Linked DNA regions of Sus scrofa: regions 2, 3, 4 and 5 are each linked to region 1. Evidence: chromatin contacts called from public HiChIP or PLAC-seq and promoter capture Hi-C data. All regions are on one chromosome and are shown on one strand. Each heading gives the region's core, a stretch centred on a gene start, on an enhancer-like site or on the middle of the called end of the contact. The rest is flanking DNA. Distances are from core to core; before and after follow the strand shown.

Region 1 (2,749 bases), core at 89-2,588:
GAAAGGAAAAAAGAGAACGGGATGGAGTCCAAGCTCATGTACATAACTAGGCAAAAGAAGGGCCAGGAATTGTTGCTGACTCCCCCTCCTCCCAGCGCACCCAGGCCGCAGTGTTTAAAGAGTGCTTCCACACTTGCTAGTGCCTCAACTGATAGGTTCCCAGGGGGATGGTGGACTTGAAACACGGGTCAATGACATTAGAAAGTCGCTGACCAAGAATCAACCACCCTGTCTGCTAAGTCAATCAACTACCCCGCCCGATTAACCACCCTGCCTGCTTAAGTCAATCCCTGCCCAAGGCAGGGTGGTTACAGCACTTATCCGGACAGGAGAAATGGAGAGGGAAAGCTATCGTCCTTTGCCACCCTCCTCCCTCGCACATTGTTCCCTCCACGTTTTGCTGGCAACCAGCCTTTTATAACTAGATCTCCACGGAATTCCCATAGTGGCCGGTAGTAACGAACCGACATAGTGTCTATGAGGATGCTGATTAGATCCCAGGCCTTGCTGAGTGGGTTAAGGATCCCGACCTGCCGAGAGCTGTGATGTAGGTCGCAGACGCAGTTTTGATCCCGCTTGCTGTGGTTGTGGTGTAGGCCAGCAGCTGCAGTTCCAGCTCCAATTGGACCCCTAGCCTGGGAATTTCTATATGCCGAGGGTGCGGCCCTAAAAGGGGTGGGGGTGGGGAAGAACAACTCCTCACAATCGCTGCTGATGCCATCCTGAGCTCGGCCCATCTATTTGGGATGCCTTAATAAATCACTCCTGCTTTACTGACTTGGCCTTGGCCGGTCCTCGCCCAGCAAACCTCAAGCACAAGAGGTGAAGACACTCAGGACCCAGGAATCCAGCACCGGAAACGGAAAGGTCCACTAGCTCCTGCCGCTCTAGGAAGTGGCAGCGAACGGTATCGATAGCTTTAACCCTCTTGTTCACTTGACGGAGCAAATGCTCCCATCTGTAGCCGCTGTGAGGAATGTGACACCTTCTGCTTGGCTCGGGTTCTGAGCTCATCAACGCGGACTTCGGTGCCCCGGCCACCGCTGGAGGGGCGGGGAGGACGGCAAAGCGAGCCTGAAGGAAAAGGCTGTCGCTGGGGACACTCTGGGGGCGGAGTAGCCAAGTCACCTGGAGCAGTACAGTACTGAGACTCCGTAGTCGGATATCTGGGTTCTCCAGAGACACTGACCCATTCGAGTACCGGGAGAGTTGCCTACTATCCTACGCGGGGCATGTTACGCTTGGCGCGGACTACGTATCCAAGCATGCGCCGCACACGCCTCTTAGGCACGCACAGCGATTAGATAACCACCACTCTCGTCGAGCCTTCTGCGACTGTGCAGGTCAGAGCACCAAGGATCGGGAACTACAACTTCCGACTGGCATAATTACTGCGGCGGCGCTATTTAAAAAGCGTCAGAGAGGAGGTGCCTGGCCACGCCCCTCCTTCCAGTTCCGCTCTCTTGGATGCGCTGCGAAGGGGGGGCGGAGCCTTAAGCCTGAGCCAAGATGGCGGCCGCGAAGCCAACCCCCACGGACTCGCTCTCGTTCTGCCTCGCGCAGCTCACGGCGGCGGCCGGGGAGGGTCTAGGTGGGGGAAAGGACACAGCTACCAACGAGACACCCTTGGGCCGCGCGCTCTTAGCCCTCCGCACGCGCCACGTCAAGGCAGCGGGGGGAATCGAGCGCTTCCGGGCACGCGGCGGGCTCCGCCCCCTTCTCGCTCTGCTACGGCGAGCGGCTGCAGCGGGTCCCGCCCTGTCCCAGGCTGGCTCAGGCTCCACCCCCTCTTCGGTCGAGTCAGCGGCTTCTTCTGGCCCCGCCCCCTCGCCGGGCCCCGCCCCCTCCGCAGCTTCGTCATCACCGACGCCCTCTCCGCCAGCGCGCCTGCGCAAGACGCTGGACTTAGCGCTCAGCATCCTAGCCAACTGCTGTACGGAAGGGGCGTGCCGGGCTGAAGTGCGCAGACTCGGAGGCATACTCCCATTGGGTAAGTGCTCCGCCCTCATTTCCTAGGATTCCACCCGAACTTGTGTCCTATTCTGGGCGTGGGCAGAGTCTTTGAGTTCTGTGTGTGGTAGCCTGGAAGACTGCGCTTTATGACGGCACAGCGCCCCCCCGCTCTTTAGCTGTCATGACCCGTGATGTCACTGCTCTCTATAAATTAGACCCTAGCCCTCCTAGATCAGATAATTACAAGCAGTTACTTACTGGCTGTGGAGCACCACTCTCGCCTCTGGGCTGGTGGAGGCCAAAGGATTATGTAGTGACTCTTTCAAATGATTCTTACTCTCCACTTAAGGCCTTGTGTCTGGCCTTGTGCAGGAGCAAGTCCCATTTGATGAACTGGTGGTCAGAAAGTGTGCTCTGCGGTCAGCTAGACTCATCCGAGGCTAGGATGGTAAAATGGTGTAATAATAGTTACTTCAAAAAATTGGAATAGGGAGTTCCCTTCGTGCTTCAGCGGTTAACGAATCCGACTAGGATCCACGAGGATGCAGGTTCGATCCCTGGCTTGCTCAGTGGATTAAGGATCCCACGTTGCTATGAGCTGTGGTGTAGATCGTAGGTGCGGTTCTGATCTCCCCTTACTCTGGCTCTGGTGTAGGCCGGCGGCTGTAGGTCTGATTAGACCCCTAGCCTGGGAATTTCCATATTCTGTGGGTGTTCAGCTCTAAGAAGCCAAAAGAAAAAAGAAAAAAAGGAATAGAGAGACGTCCCTGGTGGCTCAATGTGTTAAAGATCTGGC
Region 2 (2,749 bases), core at 94-2,593, 410 kb before region 1:
AACTCAGTCTTTACATTTTAATGTCAACATAGCTGGATTATAGTATTTTCAACCCCTGTTTTAAGTATACATAAATATCTGCTTATGGCAAAAATGTGAACCTGGAGAGCAGGTTATAAGTGAAAAGTAAACATTTTCCCCCATCTCTGTATGCAGTTTCACTCTGCCATCTCCCCACCCACCCGGTTGTGGGCACAGGCACAGCACCTGGCACTGAGGAGCTCTAAACAGTGTAAGAAATGGTCTTGACTTTCAAGAGTCTTCTTCTTCTTCTTTTTTTTTTTTTTTTTGCTTTTTAGGGCCGAACCCTTGGCACATGGAGGTTCCCAGGCTAGGGGTCTAATCAGAACTACAGCTGCTGGCCTACGTCACAGCTACAGCCACAGCCACAGCAGATCCAAGCCACGCCAGCGACCTACACCACAGCTCACAGCAATGCCAGATCCTTAACCCACTGAGCAAGGCCAGGGATTGAATCCACAGCCTCATGGTTCCTAGTGGGATTCGTTTCCACTGCGCCACTATGGGAGCTCCTCAACAGGCTTCTTTTCACGTCTTAGCTAATAAGTGGGGCCAATAGTGCTTATGTTCGGACTGAAGCAAGCTGGATGGGAGTTGTGTTGATCTGGTGAGTACATGTCTTATCCATAAGAGGCAGCCACTGTTCAGCTTCAGCTATTTCTTGCTCAAGGAAGGCAGACTCACTGTTGCTAGATTTCAAGATTCCAAGTGAAAGCTGAAATGTGTTGTTGCTATGCCAAACTTAACACAAGCATGGGCTGGATTTGATCAGTTTGTGGATGCTGCAGTTGTTCTGAGGATGGGCTATGAAATCTTGGATTTTGAATCTTAGCTCTCTCTATGTACAACTCATCCATTCCCAGTTTCCTCATCTATGACATGGGATTCTCGCTCATAGGGGTCTTATGAGGATCAAATGATGTGCTAAAAGCATGTAATGTATGAGATGGATTTTTTTTTTTTTTCTTTTTACAGCCACACCCGTGGCATATGGAAGTTCCCAGGCTAGGGGTCAAATCGGAGCTACAGCTGCTGACCTACACTACAGCCACAGCAACTTGGGACCCTAGCCGCGGCTGCGACCTATACCACAGCTCATGGCAACATAGGATCCTTAACCCACCGAGTGAGGCTAAGGATTGAACCTGCGTCCTCGTGGATACTAGTACAGTGTGTTATCTCTGAGCCACCATGGGAACTCTGAGATGGACTCTTCATAAAGTTTATAATCTAGGCGAAGAGTCAAATGAATCTCAGATGGGAATTATGCTCAAGAAGGTTTTACTGAGACTGTTGTATTTAAACAGAGACCAGAAGGATGAATAGCTAATGGGGTGCAGCAGCGGGCCAGGTGGAGGGGAAGGGCCTAACAGGCAGAGGGAACAGCCCCAGAGAGATCCCTGAGGCAATCATGCAAGCCAAAAAGAAAGCAGTGAGGATGTAAAGGAGACAATCTCCTGGGAGCCAAGATTTCCTAACTGATAAAGTGTGAGCTAGAGGGAGCCTCAGTTCAGCCTGAGGCAGGTCCCAGCAAATTTAGGACTTCAAGTCACACTGGTCAGCGTTAACTTCCTTGACAGTAAAACCACACCCACCAAGTCTTCCGCCAGGCCCTCTAACCCTCTACTTTCCGACACAGAAGAGAGGGCAGAGCACCGCAGTCTGTCTGCCTTGGGGTCAAAGTGAGTAATTTTCCAGGCAGAGGAGGAAGATTAAGAAGGCAGGTAAGAAAGCACAGAGGTAGGAAGCGGTCCCACCTGCTTGGGTGGCTGAGGTGTTCTGGGCGCGGGTAGGGGCGAAAGGTGGGCAGGGGCTCCAAGACTGGCTGGAGATGGGCCTGGGCAATTTGAGCGCCCACAACTTCAGGTTGGGGAATCTGGACAGTTCGCAGGACCTCAGTCAAATGGAGAATGGGCGCCCCCTGGGAGCAGTACTCGGTAGTGGACACAGGAGGACCCAGATGAGGAGGGGCCTGGGAGGAGGGGGTGCGGCTCAAGATGGGGTAGACAGCCTGCCACAGTTGTCTTCTCACAGGCGCTAACTCCTTCGGGTATGATGAATTCCTGGGATCCCAGAACAGCTGGGCTGGAAGGGACCTCGAAAAGGGAATTGCCAACACATGCCCCGTACCAGGCCCTGAGCCCGGCCTTTTCGTGAACATTGTCTTAACACTTCTAACTCCACTTTGAGGTAGGTATCATTATCCCCACTTTTCAGATGAGAAAAATAGAGGTTTGGTGACTTCCCAAGGAGGGGCGGGGATTTTGTACGACTCCAGAGCCCTTTCCCTGGAGCTCTCACGACTTGGAAGATGCCGATTCTCTGAGGTTTGAGGGAACAAGCATCGGGTGTGAGGCGCGGAAGCTTTCCAGGGGACAACAGCGTGACGGTACTTTGGAAAAGAACCACGCCTCTCTGGTCGCGACAATACTTATTACTGTTGCTTTCCTTTAAGAGCTTCCCCTGAAAGATGAAGTCCTCACCATACGGGGAGGCGGATATTATATATTCCTGGATCGCCAGGACGTCTTTCTCCCTCACTCGCATTGATCCCCACTGGTGACATAAATTACCCTCCCTAATAGCGAGTGAAGGCACCAGACTACATTTCCCGACAGGCCATTCGAAAGGGGGTGGTGGGGAGAGTAGGAAGAGGAGGAAAAGAGACTCTCCGTTTCCGTCGGCTCTCAATTTGGCGTGTCCGCGGTGATGCAAATTTCAGCAGCCC
Region 3 (2,749 bases), core at 79-2,578, 320 kb before region 1:
GTGGGTTAAGGATCCGGCATTTCTGTGAACTGTGGTGAAGATCACAGATGCGGCTCGGATCTGTCATTGCTGTGGCTCTGGCGTAGGCCAGTGGCTACAGCTCTGATTAGACCCCTAACCCGGGAACTTCCATATGTTTGGGGTGTGGCCCTAAAAAGGACAAAAGACAAAAAAAAAAAAAGTGACTTTCCAGGAGTTCCTGCTGTGGCACAACAGGACCGATGGTGTCCCTGGCGAGCTCGATGCAGGTATGATCCCCAGCCCAGAGGAGTGGGTTAAGAATCTGGAGTTGCCAGATTTTCCAGAAGTCCACAGCAACTCAGTCACAGAAATCTAGGTTTCCTTATCGGGGCTTAGTAGAGAAGGGCCTTTCCTTCCTTTGCTTGACCTTCATATAAGTTCCTCGGGGAGAGCCCTGGGATCCAGGAGTCTTAGATCAGTCCTAGCCATCCTGGCTATGGGGAGACCCAGTGGCCTTGGGGCCTCCTCCTACAGAATGTAGATTTCAAAAAGCATAAGTCATTCTTCTCTGTTGGGCCGGGATGTAATTCTGGCCCTAGAAGAGCATTCTGCTCATAATAAGTGCCTAATGAATATCCACTGAATGAATGAACCTCTAGAGGGTCAGGTTTTGGGAAGTGTCACGATGAAAGCCTGAAGCCTAAAAGAGAGGACTAGGGAACCACACGCGTCATCTTCAGACATAGGAAAGGCTAAAGTTCTGTCCACAAATATTTACTGAGGGCCCACTAGGTGTTGGGATTCGGGTGAGAACCACACAATCACGCCTTCACCTCAAGCAATCACAGGTCACAGTAATGCGGAATTGTTTCTTTTTTGTGTCCTTCAGAGGGTAAACCCTGGTGCAAGGTGGGGGCGAAGGGGTGTAGGTGATATGCTGCTCAACATAATGGACTCTTTTCTCAGCCTGAGCTGTCCTGAAATGGTCTCACTGCTCAGAAGGTGGTGAGTGCGGCGGGACTGCAGTGTTCAAGCCGGGCGCCAGCCGCCCACCTGTCAGAAGCTGTGCCAGGAGTATGCGGGAGAAGAGCTTTCCGCCTCGGGTGAGGTCACTTCCCACCCCCAGATACTCTGCCTACAAACCCTGCAACTCTCTGACGCCGGATCTTATTCTTTTCCGAATTTCAAGGTCTCATGATGTGGACAGCCCCAAATTCTAAGTCGTCAATCTGCCCACACCCCCGGAACCCAAAAGGAATAAAGCCGAATTCAGCCAGGGTCCTACCACCCTCTGTCTCAAAAGATGTCTGGGGGTAGTCGGCGCCCCCTCCCGACTTGTGGGAGCCAGGGTGCCGAGGACGTCGTGGGGAGCTAGGTGTCCCGGAGACCGAGTTGACAGAGTGGAGACACGTGACAGTCAGAGCATCACGTTCTAAGGTCCAAGAGGCTGGGACCGGGCCAGTCACGTGACGCGGGGGGGGCGCCATGGGGTGATGTGAGATGCTGGGTCCCTAGATTACGTACCAATGACGCATTTCCACCTCTTTTGGCAACTAGATTTCCGTTGGAAGATGCGATAGTTCCGGCAAAGGGGGCGGGTTCTCACGTCCTGGCAATTTTGCTTCCGTTCGGGGAGCTGGCGCTTCCGACCTCCGCCTTTCCCTCGGGCGGGGAAGGGACGCGGTGCGGTGCGCATGCTCCAGTCATCCCAGAGGGGGCGGGGCTGAAGCTACGGGAGCGGGAGGGGGGTAAGAAAAGGGAGTTCCAACCTGTGGAAACTTGGGGGTCCCCGAGGTCGGCTCCTTGTCCTCGACGGTGGATGGTGTCAGGGATAGAGCCTCTGGCGGCTCGTGGGGGGCGGTTAGGGGTCCACAGGGTGAGGGCAGAGAGAAGTGTCAAGAGAGTGAGTGGGGTACAGGAGTTCCAAACTTAGAATCTCGAGGCCCTCTGGGCTCCCGCGCCGGGGAGAGGGAGCTCGGGCCGCCATGCGGGACAGGACCCACGAACTGAGACAGGTGAGAAGTCCGGCGCAGCGGGGTTGGGACAGGAGGACGGGGTAGGGTCTAGTTGGAATGCAGGACTCCTGGTCTTCGGGGCAGGGCAGGGAGGGGTAGCTGTGGGATTGGAAGACCCGGAAGCCCGTGAATCCCGCGGGGCGAAAGCAACAGCAAGGAAGTGATGCCAATGACCCCGGCCCTGTCAGGGAGATGACAGCTCTGACGATGAGGACAAGGAGAGGGTCGCGCTGGTGGTACACCCGGGCACGGCACGGCTGGGCAGCCCAGACGATGAGTTCTTCCAGAAGGTAAGAGGCTGGGGTCTCGGTCTGGATTCACGAGGGGGCTGGATGACCCGAGGTGCAGAGCGGTCTGGAGGACTCCCATATCTGCTTCAGCCCTCTCGGTCATCCTCCCCAGGTCCGGACAATTCGGCAGACTATTGTCAAGCTGGAGAATAAGGTCCGAGAGTTGGAGAAGCAGCAGGTCACCATCCTGGCCACGCCCCTTCCCGAGGAAAGTGAGTGAAATCGCGAGTGCAGAACGCATGCTCAGTCAGAGGGATTGTGGGGATGGTAGTTCCATGCAGGTGGTGGCCAGGGAGATTTGTTGAGGTAGGGGCCGTGCTTTGGGCATCATGGCTTTTTCTTGTTCAGGCATGAAGCAGGACCTGCAGAACCTGCGTGACGAGATCAAACAGCTGGGGAGGGACATCCGCGCAGAGCTCAAGGGTGAGCGTCTAGGAACTCAGATAGATACTTTGCTCTGATCCTGCCCAATGCCTGATATAT
Region 4 (2,749 bases), core at 96-2,595, 300 kb before region 1:
GCTGCTAGAATAGGCTCTAAATGCCAGGAATGCAGATTTAATTCCCAAAGGGTTTAGGCTAGAACCCTGCAGGCAGGGATGAAGTGAAGAGCCCACTTTTTATCCTCTCTCCATCTCAGTCTCCCCACATGTAAACAAGTAGTCACCGGTAGGCCTCACAGGCCACGGGAGATCCGGTGAGATAGCAGATGGGGAACTGTGAACCATGCAGAGAGGCGAGCTAGTCATCTCCTGAACATCCATGCAATCTGGTTAGCCCATAACCTAATCCCAACCCACTTTTTTCAGCCTCACCTCCAGAGGCACTGTGCCCCTCCGCACCATAGCTCCAGCCGCAATTCTCAAACTTCCCCACCTAAATACATCCCCGTACGCAGTTCCCTCTGCCTTCTCCTGTTGGAAAACTGTTGCATCCTTCAAATACCTGCTTCCCCAGTGCCCCCAGGAATAATTAATAGGTAGTAGAGGTAAGGGCACCACTACACTCTGGGCCTCAGTTTTCTCATCAGAAAAGTGGGGTCTCTGAGGCACGTGGGAGTTTGAAGGGCGTTAGAGCCAAGATCTGCGAAATCCCTGCGCTTCCAGCTCCCTGCAACCATCTATGTGTCCGCATCCCTCCAGGCAGAGAGCCCCGCAGGGCAGGGCCCTGGGCTGACTCTTCGCAGAAAAAGCCCTGGGAAAACGTGGCATCGGATAATGTGGCAAGAAGAAAGGAACGATGAATGAGAGAATGAACAAATGAATGGACCGAAGGCCAGGCTCTGGACAAAGGCCTGCAAGATGGCGTTCTCTAGGACCGCGGGAGGGGCGGCCGAGACCTCGACCGGGGAGGGGGCCGCCGGCACCAGAGAACCGTGCAAGGCCGGCCGCGCGCCTGGGACAAAAGCCCGCAACATGGCGGGCTCTAGGACCCTCGGGCCCGCACCATGCAAGGCGGGCAGCCGTGCCGGCCGAGACCAGGCGTCCGCTGCAGCCGGCCCGCCGGGACAGCCGGCGGGTTCTAGGACCCGCTGGGCCCGGAGCCCGCCCGCGCCCTCCCGGGGCCGCACTCCTCCCGCCCCGCCCGCGCTGCTCGCGCCAGGCTAACCCCATCCGCCCTCGGCACCCACAGGGAAACTGAGGCCCGCTCGGATCGCGTCCGCTCTGGGGCCGCCTGGGGGCCCTTGAGGACTCCTGCCGGCGTTTCCTACCTGAGAAGACTCGGGCCGGCTCCGTGGCGCCAGCGGCAGCTCCTCGCACCGACAGAGCCCGGGACACAGCCAGGGAGGGGCAGGCGCTAGGACCCAGCGGGTGGGGGTGGGAGGAGGCGGAGCCAACGAGCGGAAGTGGAAGGGAGCTTTCCTCCCTAGGGAGGAACACAAAGTGTACCGGCGCACCCCCAACCGAAGGTGGAGGAGAAACCCTTTGCAAGGGGTCTCTGTGGGTGCTAATGACAGGGAACACCGGAGTAGGTTTGCGGGTGCACTGGCTATTGCTAGCCTGGGGAAAGGTCACCGTGAACTAGAAGGTGGGAGGACAGAAAGGCCATGCTCAAGACTTGGAGTACCTAAGTCCGCTTATATTCATTCCACAAAATTTCCCTTAATAACAAGGAGTGAATGAAGCTCCCTCCATCTGTCTTGGGAAGTTCTTCAGGGAGCCCCCCGAAAAGTGTCGCCAAAATACTGAGGCCAGGGCTGCAGAACCAACCCTTTTTTTCCCCTCCTCTGCGCTCAGCCAACATGCACCGGAACGATTTTAGCGGCTCTTCCCGGAAGTGTGGCTAAGGTTAGTGCAGAACAACGCAGCTTTTGACCTACGTGGGCGGGGTCAGAGTCGGGTAAGCTGTGTCTCTCCTAGCACCGGAAATGTGGCTGCTTGGAGGCGGGACAGAAGTATTCTCAGGGCGGAAGTTTCGCGGGGAAGCTTTTGCCGCCAGGACACTTCCTGTTTCCTAATAACAATAGGAAGTGTCCGAGGAGGTGAGGGTAGACTGCTGGCTCGTGCCAGCTGCGCCCTCTTTCCTCTACTTCCTTCCTTCTCCCCCTCTCCTTTCCCTCTTTCCCTCCCCTCCCACTTCCCAGGAGCCCTGGTGGAGTGTGCGTGTGTGGGAGCGCGAGAGCCCCCCAACAGCCACCCCTTGGGGCGCGCGGCTGCAGTTAGGGTGAGGGTCCCAGTGCGCAGGCGCGCTCCCGTTCGCCGTCCCCAACGGACGCACCCGCGGCGGGAACGAGAAGGGGTCACCGGTGCGAGGTAGGGGTCCTAGGAGAAAACTGGCCTAGGAGATGAGTGAGGTTAGGACCTCACTGGTGGTTGATGACGAGAAGAGACTCTTGAGCGAAGGGGCTTGGTGAGGTGAGGATTTGGGGAGCAGGTTCAGTAAGGGGTTTAGAGTCAGAGATAGGAGTTATATTAGGGTCCCGTGGGAGTGAAGGGTCAGAGAAGGCCAAAGTGATGTAGGAGGCATGGGGCCTGCTATGGAGAGAGCAAGGGCTTTGGAAAGAAGCTTGCCAGAATAGTGGGTTGGCCAGTGTGTAAACTGAGGTAACAGGCATTGCAGTGTGTTGTGAAGGCTAAGTGACACCACACCTGTTCTTTACTTAGCACAGTGCCTGGCACATGGTAATACTTAGGTAGCAGGGGTTGCTCTTGTCATCAGTATTATGAGAGAAGATAGAAGAAAAAATCAGAAGGGATGCTGGAGTGTAAAGTGAGGAGGCATGGGAAAGAAAAAAGGTAGGGGGTGAAGAATCAGAAATGAGATGGTATT
Region 5 (2,749 bases), core at 63-2,562, 260 kb before region 1:
TGTTTCATATGCTGCTGGCATTTAATGCTCCCCTCAAACCTCTTTATTTCCCAAAAGCCAAGTTACCAGCACTTCCCACTGCCATCCCTCACAAAGACTTGCGTGTTTCCTGATCTGTAACCTCAGACTTAGACCTTAAGCATTCCACTTCTCTTAGAATTGTTTTAAGCCCAATAACCAAGTTATAAGTCAAAGATGACTCACAGTGGCCAAAGGGAGGGTTTAATTGAGCACGTACTCTGCCTGGCATTGCTCAATATACTTGTTTTATATTCATGGGATATATCTATATATATCTATATGGTTCAACCTTTATAGAGATACTTGACTTATAGTTTCATCTTTGACTATGCTCTTGGAACAAACACATTTCTACACCTTCCCGAGTTGGGTCAGAACCCAGGATTCCTAATTCACTCAGTCCAAGACGCTCTCCATTATGTCCACTGCCTTTGGCCAGTTTCTGTTTAGGGGACCTGACCCTTTCTTTACAAAGGCTTGATACTGTGAGAGTGGTTTACTAGCTGTCCCAGGATACACCGTTCTGCTTCCCCCACCCCAACTGTCTCCTTTTCCCATCCTAAACAAAGAAGGAAGGTTCTTCAATCTTCAAAAACGGGATGACCTGTATGTGGCTGGCGGAAGGGGGGGGGTGGGTGTTAGTTCCAGGCTCACCTCTAAAGCCAGACAGCCAGGGAGGCTGCTCTGGCTCCGCCCTGGTAAAGTGGAGGCAGTGCTCCCTGATAATTGGCATATCCTGGCTTTCTCAGGCACCAGGGCCTTTTAAAAGATCGATCTGAGGAGTTCCCGTCGTGGCGCAGTGGTTAACGAATCCATGAGGTTGCGGGTTCGGTCCCTGCCCTTGCTCAGTGGGTTACCGATCCGGTGTTGCCATGAGCTGTGGTGTAGGTTGCAGACGCGGCTTGGATCCAGCGTTGCTGTGGCTCTGGCGTAGGCCGGCAGCTACAGCTCCGATTCGACCCCTAGCCTGGGGACCTCCATATGCCGCGGGAGCGGCCCAATAAATAGCAAAAAAAGACAAAAAATATATATATATCGATCTGAGACATCACATCCGGAAAGCCTTTCTCCGCTCTCCAACTCCAGGGTGCAGCCACAGTTCCAAACGTCAGCCAAGTAACTCCAGAGCAACCGGCACTGTCAACGTCAATCTGGTCCGGCGCCGCGGAGACAGCCGCACTAGCCAATGAGCGCCTGCTACGTCACAGACCCCACCCTCCAGCCTACTGCGGCCTCCGCTACACGTCGCTGACCCGGAACTAAAGGCGCTGTGCGGCGCCGGATTCTGGCGTCACTTCCACTACAGCGATGGCGGCACAGGGAGCAGCTGCAGCCGTTGCGGCGGCGACTTCAGGGGTCGCGGGGGAGGGCGACCCCGGGCCTGGGGAGAATGCGGCGGTCGAGGGGACCGCCCCGTCCCCAGGCCGCGTCTCTCCGCCAACCCCGGCGCGGGGAGAGCCGGAAGTCACCGTGGAAATTGGAGAAACGTACCTGTGCCGGCGACCGGATAGCACCTGGCGTGAGGGCGGGGCCCAGGGCCAGGGGGCGGGGTTTATGGCCGGGGCGGGGCCTGAGCAGGGAGAACGCGGAGTTTCGGGCTCGCCCCGGCGCCGCCTGCAAACCCCACCTATCGGGTGTTAGCCAGATTCTTCCTGCTGTGTATAGAGCTCCCGCTCCACTTCCTTGCCCAGTCTTAGTCTTCATTCTCTTGTTAACCCGTTTCCTCACTGGTCGCCCTTGACCCTGTGACTTCCCCTTGCATCCGTCCCCGACAGCTGCCAGCGGAGAGGAGCTCCCAGAACACAGAAACGAACTTCCCCTTTTCTTCTATTATTTTGAGTCATTTCCATATTAACCCCAGAATTCCTTAGAATGGCTTTCATCTTTGTGACCTGTCTGGTTTTAGCAGCCCTAGTAAGGGCCGTTGCCAGACCAGACCACGCTGTCCACTCTTCAGACCACTTATGCCCTGTGCTTGGAATGCCCTACCCTTTTCCTTGTTTAGCCGGCTAGCCCCACTCATCCTTTTAGCATCATATCCCTCGTGATGCCATTCTTGACTCCCTTCAGGCAAAGTGAGTCGTTCCTTTGTGTGTTCCTGCAACATTTTCTACATACCTGAACCATGGTATATGTACCATTATGTTGTCTTTGTCTTCCTCTATCAAAGTGGGAACTTCTGGAGGGCAGGTCCATCCTGTGATCCATCACTGTATCCTCTGTACCCAGCAGCAACCCAGCCCAGGATCAGACAAGCAGGGGTTGCCTTACTCATTTCTTTAATGGTCTGCTATTTGTCAGATGCTATACTGAAAGCTTCAGAGCCATTAACTCACCATTTGAGGCGGACACAGCTGTCGTTATTTTGCAGATGAAGAAGCTGAGGCTCAGAAGGCCAAAATAACTTGTTCAGTTAAATACAGCTAGGAAGTGGGGCTGTGTTATTTCACAGCTAGTCCTCAGGACCCCTGAACAAACAAACCACTGAGTATTGAATTTGGAGCCAGACTTAAATTCAGATAAGTATTAGCTCTTACCATTATTCAAATAGGTGAGCCTGGGTAAGCCTCAGTTTCCTTATCTCTAAAATAAGAATAACAGCCCCCGTCTGGCCCACCTCAGACAGTGATTGAAGGGAGTGGCAGATGTGAACAGGTGAGGTCAGCTTACAGTTGGCCTTGGAACCTGGGAAACTGCTCCTCAGTGTGAAAGAGCATCCTTTTTTTTG

What was found. Promoter capture Hi-C pulls out the DNA fragments that hold promoters and counts their contacts. HiChIP or PLAC-seq counts read pairs in DNA pulled down with a chosen protein or histone mark.
Region 2: a promoter capture Hi-C map of liver shows a contact between it and region 1, with 4 times the contacts expected there. The contact joins the promoter of FBXL19 here to the promoter of ARMC5 in region 1. A contact is called at or near these places in 1 of 5 promoter capture datasets (liver), 1 of 47 Hi-C or Micro-C datasets (heart right ventricle) and 1 of 2 datasets of contacts at active chromatin or transcription factors (alveolar macrophages).
Region 3: a contact with region 1 is called in an H3K27ac HiChIP or PLAC-seq map of alveolar macrophages. The contact joins the promoter of STX4 here to the promoter of ARMC5 in region 1. A contact is called at or near these places in 1 of 47 Hi-C or Micro-C datasets (embryonic fibroblasts) and 2 of 2 datasets of contacts at active chromatin or transcription factors (alveolar macrophages and skeletal muscle).
Region 4: a contact with region 1 is called in a promoter capture Hi-C map of liver, with 2.6 times the contacts expected there. The contact joins the promoter of ZNF646 here to the promoter of ARMC5 in region 1. A contact is called at or near these places in 3 of 5 promoter capture datasets (fetal liver, fetal skeletal muscle and liver) and 1 of 2 datasets of contacts at active chromatin or transcription factors (alveolar macrophages).
Region 5: an H3K27ac HiChIP or PLAC-seq map of alveolar macrophages shows a contact between it and region 1. The contact joins the promoter of KAT8 here to the promoter of ARMC5 in region 1. A contact is called at or near these places in 2 of 5 promoter capture datasets (fetal skeletal muscle and liver), 7 of 47 Hi-C or Micro-C datasets (embryonic fibroblasts, heart right ventricle, liver and 2 more) and 2 of 2 datasets of contacts at active chromatin or transcription factors (alveolar macrophages and skeletal muscle).

The regions. Positions count from the first base shown.
Region 1 is chr3:17,107,112-17,109,860 of Sscrofa11.1, reverse strand. ARMC5 (armadillo repeat-containing protein 5) reads left to right here and starts at 1,338. Exons shown (of 6, transcript XM_021086388.1): 1 at 1,338-1,990. The coding sequence starts at 1,510. LOC100626250 (cytochrome c oxidase subunit 6A2, mitochondrial) reads right to left here and starts at 1,238. Exons shown (of 8, transcript XM_021086396.1): 1 at 779-1,238.
Region 2 is chr3:17,520,353-17,523,101 of Sscrofa11.1, reverse strand. FBXL19 (F-box/LRR-repeat protein 19) reads left to right here and starts at 1,343. Exons shown (of 12, transcript XM_013987711.2): 1 at 1,343-1,745; 2 at 2,056-2,211.
Region 3 is chr3:17,429,956-17,432,704 of Sscrofa11.1, reverse strand. It overlaps STX4 (syntaxin-4), which reads left to right and starts at 1,328. Exons shown (of 11, transcript XM_021086404.1): 1 at 1,328-1,976; 2 at 2,165-2,266; 3 at 2,379-2,478; 4 at 2,615-2,689. The coding sequence starts at 1,947. LOC102167315 (a long non-coding RNA gene) reads right to left here and starts at 1,624. Exons shown (of 3, transcript XR_001303274.2): 1 at 1,486-1,624.
Region 4 is chr3:17,405,226-17,407,974 of Sscrofa11.1, reverse strand. It overlaps ZNF646 (zinc finger protein 646), which reads left to right and starts at 1,345. Exons shown (of 3, transcript XM_021086398.1): 1 at 1,345-1,767. ZNF668 (zinc finger protein 668) reads right to left here and starts at 1,712. Exons shown (of 4, transcript XM_013987708.2): 1 at 1,191-1,712.
Region 5 is chr3:17,371,673-17,374,421 of Sscrofa11.1, reverse strand. It overlaps KAT8 (lysine acetyltransferase 8), which reads left to right and starts at 1,312. Exons shown (of 11, transcript NM_001284366.1): 1 at 1,312-1,540. The coding sequence starts at 1,330.